Regions from separate parts of the Mus musculus genome. Here region 2 is linked to region 1. The links are chromatin contacts, called in public promoter capture Hi-C maps. All regions are on one chromosome and are shown on one strand. The core of a region is the stretch at or near the end of the contact, and the rest is flanking DNA. Distances in the headings are between cores, read along the strand shown. Region 1 holds the start of Ube3c (ubiquitin protein ligase E3C). Region 2 overlaps Ube3c (ubiquitin protein ligase E3C).

Region 1 (5,983 bases), core at 2,450-4,949:
AGGATCAGGTAGTGTTCAGCCTGGACCAGAGGTTAGGGGCTGATGCAGCCCCCAAGTACCCATGATCCTGAAACTCCAAGATGTGGATGACAGGAGACGGGCTTCCTGGCTTGAGAACTAATAGGATCTGCTCTCCTTCATCCCTTTGTCAGACTTGCAGTGGCTACAGGATGCCAGGCCACAGAAGTGAGCAGATCTTTAATCAGTCCTGTTCAAATGCTAATCTCTCCTGGAAATGCCTTCACAGACACAACCAAAAATAATGTTTTACTAGCAGACAACATCTAGAAATTCCTTAGCATCTGGAAACATAAAATGAACCATCCCTAGTCTATACACACCACCTGCCATGCAGTTGTAAATAATTTGTTATTATTTTAGGCTGAATTAAAATTTGTTATTTTGAGTCACACAACCACATCCACATCCACAGCATGTTGCAAGAACACTGCTTGCTACATAAACATGAGGACAAAAGTGGGAAGCATTTGTAATCTCAGGTACCTTGGAAATCCTGAATCTAGCCTCTGACTATGATTATACTTTAAATCACCATGGCTCAATACACAAATGACACTGCATTTATACAGTTATTGGTTGTTTTCTATACAATTAATATACAAAGAACTATTCACACTTTGGTTCCTGAATGCATGAAGCTGAGTCCTCAGTGCCTCAGCGGAACTCTGAAAGCATGGATAGTACTGAGCCTTATACATACAGTGTTTTCCACACATACTTGATGGGCTTGCACCTTTTCCCTCAAAAGAGGCATTTGACAACCTCACAAGCATTAAGTGAAAACTGATATGATAGCAAAGCTGACTGCTAAGTGTCTAATGGGAAGGTAACAAGTGCAAATGTGGATATTAAATGAGGGCATCATTCAGGTTATAGGAAGAACAGTAAGATTTCATCCGATTACTTAGAAAACTACTTGTGAGTTTTCTTGTATCTGGAATTTTCCATTTAATATTTTTGAACCATAACTGACTTAGGTATTTGAAATTATGTAGAAGGGGCAGATATCTGTATTTAATGTGTACTGATTATTTCTGAGTATACACCCAATGGTATCACTGCCACAAACAAGATAACAACACATTCAATGTCTCCTCCAAATAGTTCTGTGTCACCCAAACTGACTTGGGTCACCTTGTCACGTGTACTTTTGTGCAACCACTATCACAACTACTGATTTTCCTGGCACCAGAGACTATTGCGCTCTCCTCTACCTTGCCTGCAACTCTCATACCGTGGCTCTGTTCTAAATGGAATTTCATGGTACCAGTGTGACCTTTGGGCACTAGTGTTTCATCAGTGTAAAATCCTGTTCTCAAAGGCCATCTCAGGTGTTGTACAATAGTTACTCTCCTTTTGCTGTTTGGTTGTTTCCAGATTTGGGCAATTACAAAGCTGCTGCAAGTGTCATGTTCAGGTGTGGTTTCAGTCACAGCCCTCCTTACTCCTGGACAATTGCTAGTTCATATGGTAAGAATTTGTGTTTAAATCTTTATTAGAGCCAGGCATGGTGGCACATGCCTTTAACCCCAGCGCTCGGGAGGCACAGGCAGGCAGGTTTCTGAGTTCAAGGCCAGCCTGGTCTACAAAGTGAGTTCAGGACAGCCAGGGCTATACAGAGAAACCCTGTCTTGAAAAACAAAACAAAAACAAAAAACAAAAAACAAAACAAAAAAATCTTTATTAGAGAAACTGCCAAGGCATGTTGCAGGTAGTTCTGCATTCATTCTGAATTCTCAATAGAATGAGAGCTCTGTCTCCATGGCTTCCTTAGTGTGTAGTAATGTCACACCATCTGTTAAGTAGGAATCTGTATCTATAGGATTTTGATCTACCTCTTCCCCCGGCCTTTTAGTCATTACATATTTATTCAAACAATTACAAAAATATTGGGGCTCTTGTCACTGTTGCCAATACAGCACTAAACTTGAGGTTGGCAAGATGATTCAGCAGTAAATGTGCTTCCCATCAAGCCTGACGACTGAACTCACACTCTTGAATACACTTGGTAGTGGAGAACAGACTCTTATAAATTATCCTCTGACATTCAAATATGTGTACATACACACACACACACACACACACACACACACACAGAGCCAGTGAGAGAGAGAGAGAGAGAGAGACAGAGAGAGAGAGAGAGAGAGAGAGAGAGAGAGAGAGAACTGGTAAAATGATAGAACAGATGAAAAGTACCAGTTGCTTGCTACCAAGTCTTATGACCTGAGTTTGATTCCTGGTACCCATATAGTGGAAAGAGAGACAAGTTGTACTCTGACCTCCACATGCACATCATGGCATGCACCCTACCCCATAAACACTAAGTAAACTAAAATGTACATTTTTTTAATTAAAAAGAGGACTGGCTTGTATGGTGGTACAGATCTTTAATCCTAACACTAACAGGCAGTGGATAGAGGATCACTGTGAGGTCCAGGCCAGCTAGGGCTATACAGTGAGACCTTATTTCAAAAACAAAAAATTAAACTGTGCTGGAGACATGGCTCATAAGTTAAGAGCACTTGTTGCAGAAGAACTGGTTTCAGTTCCAGATCCTACATGGCAATTCCAGTTCCAAGAGATCCAATGCACTGTCTTGTACCAAGCACACACACATAATTCACAGACACGTAATATACATGCAGGTCAAATATTCATACATATAAATAAATCTTTTGAAGAAGAAACAAAAACAAAGCAAAACAAGATGTCTTCTATCATGTGCACATGGTAATGCATGTGTATGTGATATATTTATGTATCTGTATATATACTTGTGTATACACAATATACATAACATATATGTATGTACACAGAGCATATACTATATAATACTGTGCATGTACATGACATATATGCATAATATATATTTTTTTTATGCATGCCATGGCATGTATTTGTGTTAAACTCTATGTATATGCATACTGTTTTATGCATATGTATATGTGTATATATGCATGCATACATGATATATATTTATGTTGGTTTGTATGACATATGTGTATGTATATATGTTGTATATGACATCGATTCATTTACATTACTTTGTGTATATTTATGTTTGTGCTTATGTATATGTAATAGCACGTTTTTATACATGTACATACATATATTAAACATGCATAAGTGTATAGATATATGATAGGGTATATTTGTGCATTATGTATTTATGATGCATTTATACATTTGGCATGCATTTATATATATATATATGAATATGTGAATATATATATGAATATAACTTTCATTTGTTGGTGTGCATTTGTGTATTTGTATGGTGTGTGTTCACGAATACCTTTGTTCGTATAACATATATTATTCGTCTCTGTCTGTCATGGTGTAGAGTCTCTGCATTAGTAACCTGTTCCCCCACATCTAGCTGGAGGGTGAAAGCGGCCTCTTATGCAGGGCTTCCGGTCTCCAGCAGTGCGCGCGACCCGGTCGGCGTCAATGGGCGGCGGGCGGCGGAAATCGTCTGGTGGCATGACGCACGCGCGGAAGGATGTTGCACCCGCGGAGCCGCGCACGCAGGCAAGTCCAAGGGCTGCCGGGAGGAGCACCGTATTATCGATGGCGGCCCTGGCGTCGGTGCCCGCGCTCGCGGGGGCTGCCGGGAGGAGCGCCGCGCCGTCGATGACCGCGCACGTTCACGGGACCGCGCGCGCAGTGCGGGCGGTCACCATCTTGGTACCTACGGCAGCGCGGTGCAGGCGCGAGTCGGGGCGTCCCTCGCTTGACGGTGGCGCGCTGTGGATAAATAAGCAGCGGGGACAGGCCGGCCTCCAGCGTCGCCGCGCTCGCGCCCGCGTGCAGGGCGGAGAGCGCTGAGCCTCGGGGGGGGCGGCGCGGGACAGCGAGGCCGCGACCCTGCCGGGCCCCGCCCAGCCCGCCGGGCCCGCCCCCGGCCGCTCCGCTGCCTGCCGGGCCGCGCAGATGGGATAAGCGGCGAAGATGTTCAGCTTCGAAGGCGACTTCAAGACAAGGCCCAAAGTGTCTCTCGGTGGCGCGAGCAGGAAGGTGAGGCGGTGCGGCCCGAGGTGTTAACCGAACCCGGGTCTGACAGCACCCAGGCGGCGCTGCTCCGCTGTAAGGTGTGGAGCGAGCTCCAGCCGGGTGCGGCTGCGGTGCAGTCCTGACAGGTTTGTGAGGAGGCTCCAGAGGAGCGCTGTCGAGCCGCGGACTGAGCGGCTGGGTCATTCATTGCGACCTCGCGGCCGCCTGCCCAAGGGCCGCAGTTTTGACCTGGAAGCACGTGCACTGGCAGTCTGGCTGGGGGCGTTACACAGTTAGCTGTCCAGCAGGGCGAGGCAGGTGCCCCCGCCCCCATTCCGCCCTTTAAGAACTCTTTACAAGCTATAAACTTGACATACCCGCTCCTCACAAAGCTTGGAGTGAGTGCCTTGCCCTCAAGAACAGCTTAGGGAAGAGTCCCTCGTGCCTGTGAAGTGGGAGGGGGCAGGTAGGACAAGGTCTTTGTAATCTGCATCGCGCTTTAGCTTGCCCCACTCGGAGCAATACAGAGTTTTGCCTGCCTGAGGCCTGAGGCCCCGGTCGCTTTTGGACCTTTGCTTGGTGATGGTTTTGACACTGGTCGGCTTTTTGGGGCTGTCTGAAGGATGAAGGCAATCGGCCGTGATGCTCTAGGCCGAGCCCGGAATCCAGACAGGATCCCTAGAGTTGTTAAAAGGATTTTTTTTTCCCATTAGGCGAAATTTTAAAGCTTTATTTTAAAAATTTATACATATGAGTGTTTGCCTGCATGTATGTAATGTGCACCACAGGCTTGCTTAGTTCCCGCAGAGGTCAGAAGAGGGCTTCCGATCTCCTGGAACTGGAGTTAAGGACACTTGTGAGTTGACATGTGGGTAGTAGGAAGAAAACCCAGACCCTCAGTAAAAGCAATAAGTGACCTTAACTGCTTAGCCATCTCCCTAGCCCTTTAATGTAAAATTTTTTGTCTTTTTTTTTCCCCCAAATTATTGTACGTTTGAGAGCAGTGTTGCTGAGCCTTTGCTCCAGCTTCATTTTATAAAGGATTTTTATCTGGACACACATTTGTAAATGGTCACTCCTGAAAACGAATGTCCCATCCTACCCATAATTGTTCTTCACCAAGCAAACTGCTTTTCTGACCAGTTTCTACAGGTCACTTTTAACGTTGAGCTTCGTGCAAACGAGGTCAGATGAAGCTTGGTCAGCCTCTGTGCCTTGCTTCTTGAGCTAGGTGCTTTCTTTGATAGATTCTTCCATCCCACTGTGTCCCTGTTAGTTCAGGACCTGAAAAAACCATAATTAACCCATCCTGGTTTTCATGGGTGCTTTGGTGGATGTTGCTTACACTGTGTTCTGCTGGTGCACACTGCCCGTTACTTCCCGAGTTGATGTGCCCACTACCCTACAGCCAGCAGTCTGAGGGCACCACTGACTCAGATCCTGGCCAGTAAGTGATATTAAGAGTCTTTGGAATTAATGGCCATTCTAGTATACTTCATTCATGTCTTAAATTATAATTTGAAATCTTTCCCTTCTTCAGCTTAGTGGAAAATTGATCTTTTCCTTTTTCAAAGTTAATGAATATTTTTATGTTTATTATCTTTAAGAACTATATGCTGGAAAAGTCCAAGACTTGATGAGTTTATTGGGGAGTTTGTTGGGGAGATAAGATTTAAACCTTGAAAAGTTATGGTGTACTAATGACTGGTTTTTTTGTTTGTTTATTTCAATTGTTTTTGTACTTCTTTCAGGCTAATACAGAAACACAGAATTGGTTGACATGCTCTAGAAAGGTGGGAAGTAGTAGGATGGGTTTGAAGGGACAATGTAGAAAGTTTGAAGTAGGTGTGTGGTGGGTTCCAGTGCTTCAGTTCTACCATTATCTACATGTATATTGTTTGAGACAGGACCTTATACTGGAATCCGACTGGCCTCAGACTCACTGTGTAGCCCACTCTGGCCTCAGATT
Region 2 (5,983 bases), core at 907-3,406, 56 kb after region 1:
AGGCAGCAAGAAGAGAGCATGCCACTGGGCCTGGCTTGAATATTTGAAACTTCAAAGCCTAACCTCAGTGACACACTTCCTCCAACAAAGCCACATATACTCCAGCAATACCTCCTAATAGTGCCACTCCCTTTGGGTCTATGGGGGCCATTTTCATTCAGACCACTACAATATCCAAGGCTGTGGAACATAGTAGAAGAATGTAAGAATTAGAGGAAGGGAATAGGTGTGGAATGCTGATTTTGTTTAAAGAATTATTTATTTTATGCATATGAGTACACTGTAGCTGTCTTCAGGCACACCAGAAGAGCGCATCAGATTCTATTACAGATGATTGTGAACCACCATGTGGTTGCTGGGAATTGACCTCAGGACCTCTGGAAGAGCAGTCTGCTCTCATCTGCTGAGCCATCTCTCCAGCCCTGGCTGCTGCACTCTTGAACTCACATCAGCTATGCTTGTCTTCACAATATTAGGTCCTTCAGTAGCCTATCATTGAAGTGGGAAGGTCTCCTGAAATAAGATTTAACATAGGCAATTCATGAAAGAGGGGGACATTCCCTGAGTATTATAGCCCCTGGTAAGGTGCTCGTGATTTTGTAACCTCTCATCTGTGCTCCTGTTAGCAACTGTAACAAATCTTACTGGACACACACACACACACACACACACACACACACACACTCACAAGACATGAAAGCAGAGAATGAGGAAAGGAAACTGGGTAGGGGTAGGAAAGATTAAGGAGGAGATGAATGTGCTTAAAACACACTGTATATATGAACGTATCATAAAACCCAATTTTATTTATAGTTACTATTTATTTATTTATTTCAAAAACATTATTAAAAAGCTACCCAGGTATGAAAATGTGGCTTAGTAGTAAGTAAAACATTTGCCAAGCAGATGGGTTCTGTACCCAGCTCTGAAGAAAAAAAGACAACCAACAGCCCAACTTTTTTTTCCCCATAATTAAAATTTTATTGAAAAACGCATTCCAAAATTGGAGATTGTTGCTTTATACTTTTTAAAATCAAACATAATTATGTTGTCTTGGTAGAGTAACTGAACTAGATAAGGCTTTCTGTGAAAAATAAGTTCAAGAACTTAAATAAATTAATGTTGCTTTCTTCTAAATGAACAGCTTTCTCCTATGGGCTAGCACAACTGTTAAACAGCCTATACAGAGTTTAGTTTTCAGCTTGTGTCTGAGCCTGGCTGAAAACTAATAGTCTTGTAGTAACCTGGACATTTCACATTTGTTAAGTAAGAATTTGGGCTTTTCTTCTTCCAAGGCAGAGTGTAATAGATATCTATTCAGAGGATGGTGATAGCTTTGCTAGCATGGCTGCTCCGGATCTGTGAGGTGAGGTGCAACAACCCAACTTTTGAACAGAGTGAATGGATGCAGCCAGTGTCCTGGCGAGGATCCTGATGTACATTTTCACAGGAGTCTCTTGAGTGATGGACCTGTGTTCTATTTTTGAAGATCTGTTCTTGCCTATCCTTATTCTTGAGATGGGCTGGGTGGTTTTGCATTGTTTTACTTTTTTGTGGCTAGTTGAAATGAATACTTAAGGAAAACCATTTTGTAGTATTTAAAACATTGAAGAAAATCCTGTCCTTCAAAATGCATTATGTTTAACAAGTGATAACTGAGAGGTATGTAAAATGGGATTGCGTGTACTCAGAGCAGCATTTCAAGCCTTAACTACTGATTCCTTAAGTAACTCAATGCTGGCTGCCCAGTGCTAGGGAATGGCAGAGAACTGAGACTGGGCCTGGGCAGTATCATTGTGTAATGAGGGCTTGCAGTAAACTCATTGTGTTCGTTCCATTTCCTGTAAGAGAGTCTCTTGTGTCAGGTGGTGCTCCTGTAACAGCATGCCACTAGTTTTCTCACATTCCTTTTGTCACTGAACTGCCACTGCCGTAAAACGTGGCATAAAGCAAATTCCTCGAAACCAAGGTTCTAGTACTTTTATTTATTCATAAACAGCAAAAGGCAAATAAATGGTAAAACAGGCCCACACTGGTTCGTTTGTTCTTTCATTCTCACACCCGCTCTTTACTAACCTTTCCAGCCTGGAGGGCATAGCCTAGCTCCCGGCAGCAAGCTGGTAAATGCAGCTCGATGTTCCATGCTTTCGGAACCTCTGGAGCTGAGCGGGCAGTGCAGGCTTTGTTGTCTAAGAGGCGCGTGTCCGCCTGAGCATCCGCTTGGGGTCCAAGCAGATTATTTCTCAGCAAGAAGTTTTCTCTGCTGGGCCCTCGGAAGGTGAGTGATTTTGCTGTACCAGACTGGAGTTTTTAAGCTAAATTCAGCCTATTACAGCTAGGGCGTTCCACACATTATTTCATGCCTTTCTTGAACACTTGCATGCACACGCATGCTCTCTATGGCCTGGTTTTCATAGTTACCTAAGGGCCCCGGGCACGGTCCATGGGTTTCCCCACTGAGGAGTTCGGGCGGTGGGTGTGAGTTGTTCTTTATCACTCGAGCCCATTCTCCAAGGCTTGGTTTTCATGACTATCTGTGGCCACAGGAAGTGCAGCTGTGGTGGCCTCCAGACGGGCAACTTTTACAGCATCGGGAAAAATGCCCTGTGAGGCTGTGTGTTCTTTACACCTTTGAATGTGTTCGTCATTTGAAATCAAGGCTTTAAAAAGTTCTCCTTTCATGTATTTACCACCTTGTACATTTGCCCCTTTCAGTATCTAGACGTGTGTGCTGCTGCTTGTGCCTGTTGCTAGACCAGCCAGCATAGACTGGGGAATCTCGGGCACTAGGCAGGACTGCAAGTTTGTGGCTTCCTGGGCTCCAGTGGGGGGGGTAAGGTCCACTTAGACAACTTAGTGAGTGAGACTCTGTTTCAAAATAAAAATGGGAATATATTTCAGTGGTTAAACCCCTATCCAGAAAACATGAGGCTTTAGATTAAATCCTTAGTGTCAGGGAAGAAAAAAATAGCTATGTTGTTTGGTTTTAATTATTATACTTTTATCTTGCAGTTGCTTTTCAAAATAGGCTGTATGTATACCAGTCATCTCCATCCAAGTGTTGTCATTCAGTTTACAGATGGATTTACAACATGATAGTATTATATCTAGTTATGTTATGATAGCTAGTAGGACATTCCCCTGAGCTTCTCAATCTGTCAGCAGGATTTCCTGTCATCATCAAAACCAGAACTCTATAAACATAAGGATCTTGTAAAAAATAGTCTGTATTAATGTATAATCTGTAACTGGGCACTTGTCAGCTGGGACTTCCATAAGAAATCTGTATGTTTCTAGTGACTAACTTTTTAATTTTAATATTGGGGTTGAAGGAAACCAGTTTGTAAGGTATTACTGTGCTGCATGTGAATGTGAATGCTTGCATAATTACTGTGTTCATTTCCAAGGACTGAGTTATTTTTATTCTGAACATTTATTGTAAATCACTGATTTAGGATGAGGGGCAGCAGTTAATACATCAAGCATATATATGTCGTATTTATAAAAGCTGCTAATACTGTGTTACAGGTGCAGCTGGTCATTCTAAAGTATGCTTCTTTGCTTTTATTTCTTATAAATCACATTGGTTCTCAAGTCCTTCAGACTCCTCTCTGTAACAGTTCAGAGTGGCAGTTTGCTAGCTCCACTTAAACCATTCTGGACTGAGGTGTGAGTGGTGATGCCCCCTATGTGGATATTTGTTACCCTCCCAGGTGATCTCCATGTGTTGTAGAGGCTGGGAACCACAAGCTTGAATCTGTAGAAAACTCACTTTGGGCAAGTTTTTATAACCTTTGTTCAAAGTTTCCTAAGATGGGTATACCTATAACTTTGTTACAACTTACATCTAAGAGTCTTAGAGTCTTTCTATTTGGTACAGTTTTCCAGAAATTTTGATTGAGTAATTAGAAAGAAAAACTATCTTGTGAATTTTGCACTGGGCATCTGTTTAAAGATGATAGTTTAAAGCCATCTCTCCAGTTGTTCTTACCTTCATCATCTTGAGTAAAGTTGTGTGTTTTCTGTGGGCTACCTATGCAGACTTGTCCATCCTTTTTGCTAAAGTTTGCATCATGGTTGGCATTTCATTGCTGAGTGTGTGGACAAAAGTAATGTGAGAGTGAATCCAATCATATTTCCATGGTTTGTTAAATTTTATATTTTTCTTTGAGAAGAAAAATAGTTCACATGGAGGGAAAATGTTGGTTAGCGTCTACGAGTATTAACAATACTTGTGCCAGATGAGAATACAGATTGCCTGGTGTATTTGGATTGTACATAAATTGTATATGCTTTTAAAAGATCATTTTACCTCCTAAAATTTTGGACAGACTTATACTACTTACTTTTTTCCAAGATTTTATTGTTTTTAATTATGTGTCTGTAGGTATGTGCACATGAGTGCAAGTTACATCAGAAATTGAGAAGAAGGCATTAGATCCCTTGGCACTGGAGTAATAGGTACCTGTGAGGAACCCACAGTGTTGATGATAGGGACTAAACTCAGGTCCTCTGGAAGAGCAGTATGCACTCCTAACTGCTGAGCTATCTCTCCAGCCACCTGCTTATATTTTTTTTAAAGTTGATTCATATTTATGTGAAATTGGCACTTGAAGATTTTATAAATGATATGTTTACACATATTTGGGGGGGTACATACAACAGCGCATGTATGAAGGTAATAGTACAACTTGTGGGAGTTGGTTCTCTGTGGGTCCGTGTTCTGCCTCACTGCAATTGGTGTGTGTGAACACAGCTTGGGAGGTTTTAGGCTACAAACATAGCCCAAGATGGGGGCCCCAGCCTGGGTGAGAAACAGGAAGGCAAGCTGGGGTTCCCAACCTCCTGAACACCCAGATGCTGCTGGGAGCCATGAGGAGTCAGGACTGGGCAGTGGGCTGGTGTTGAGCCTAGGGCCCAGACTCTGCCTTAGCTCAGGGTTGAGTGTTCAGAGTGTGGGAGGTTTTGTTTTGTTTTTGTTTTTGTTTTTGTTTTTTTTTTTGAGACAGGGTTTCTCTGTGTAGCCCTGGCTGTCCTGGAACTCACTCTGTAGACCAGGCTGGCCTCGAACTCAGAAATCCACCTGCCTCTGCCTCCTGAGTACTGGGATTAAAGGCGCTCGCCACCACCGCCCGGCTTGAGTGTGGGAGTTTTAAGTGACATGGTTCTGTATGATGAAGGCTTTCCCCCACATCAGTTCTTGATGAGATAGAGTCCTTACTTGTCCAAAGTGTTTATTAGTAGTAGAAAGTAGTTGTATACGACTTACCCAGGGTAGACCAGAGATTAATTAAATACCTTTTGTAGGAAGGAATGTCCGAGAAGGGACACTTATTGGCTAAATTCTAGAGGCCAGCCCATCCAGATACCTCGTTAGCATGAGGAACTTTGTAATCTGTGCTACCTGACTTCCTGATCCTCATGTGGAGTGTCATGATCACGTGCTTCAGGGCAACAACCTGGTAGTAGATGAAACGCCTACTGTTCTCAGATAGGAGAATTTACCCAAGTTTCTGAATCCATTCAACCTTCCCAGTTTTTGCTTGGTGACACAGTTCTCTGCTTCTATGGTGTGAATCCTTGGGAATTTAACTCCTGTCAATCTTGGTAATAATAAGCATCTTTACTCACTGATTAATCTTGCCAGCTCTACAAAGTATGTAGTGTAGAAAGGAGAGCTTTTTTTTTAGATAGTACTGCTAGATTTCTTTAATCTTACCAATGACTTTTAATTTCAGATCAATTACTGAACACTCCCAGGACCCTAGGTAATTGTGGGCACTCTTCCAAAAGAGCTCATGGCATAGCCAAAACAGAGCTAGTGCTTTAAGAACATTCAAAGGATACACATAGCTTTGATGTTGCAGTTGAGGAGAATGGCCAATTTGAGAAACCCTGTTTCAAAACAGGGTTTCTTTGTGTTTCTTTCTTTGTTAAGAGACTGTAGAGGCATAGGCAAGGTATGTGGGGAAAATAGAGATGT

The links. Promoter capture Hi-C pulls out the DNA fragments that hold promoters and counts their contacts.
Region 2: a promoter capture Hi-C map of embryonic stem cells shows a contact between it and region 1, with 4 times the contacts expected there. The contact joins the enhancer-like site here to the promoter of Ube3c in region 1. A contact is called at or near these places in 7 of 39 promoter capture datasets (the HPC-7 cell line, HPC-7-derived erythroid cells, embryonic stem cells and 3 more), 1 of 15 datasets of contacts at CTCF or cohesin (CD8 T cells), 5 of 484 Hi-C or Micro-C datasets (Th1 cells, embryonic stem cells, liver and 2 more), 3 of 115 datasets of contacts at active chromatin or transcription factors (a beta-TC-6 cell line, embryonic stem cells and intestinal villus epithelium) and 1 of 9 other capture datasets (pancreatic islet).

What each region holds. Positions count from the first base shown.
Region 1 is chr5:29,565,543-29,571,525 of GRCm38.p6, forward strand. It overlaps Ube3c (ubiquitin protein ligase E3C), which reads left to right and starts at 3,700. Exons shown (of 23, transcript NM_133907.3): 1 at 3,700-4,038. The coding sequence starts at 3,973.
Region 2 is chr5:29,623,310-29,629,292 of GRCm38.p6, forward strand. The region is part of intron 13 of Ube3c (ubiquitin protein ligase E3C); the gene reads left to right. Among named protein-coding and RNA genes, the nearest start is that of Ube3c, 57 kb to the left of the region's middle. Within about 2 kb of position 2,157, at least 18 of the 459 cell types and tissues checked have an H3K27ac peak or open chromatin away from gene starts, as enhancers often do. A contact at or near this core is called in embryonic stem cells, where this site is marked.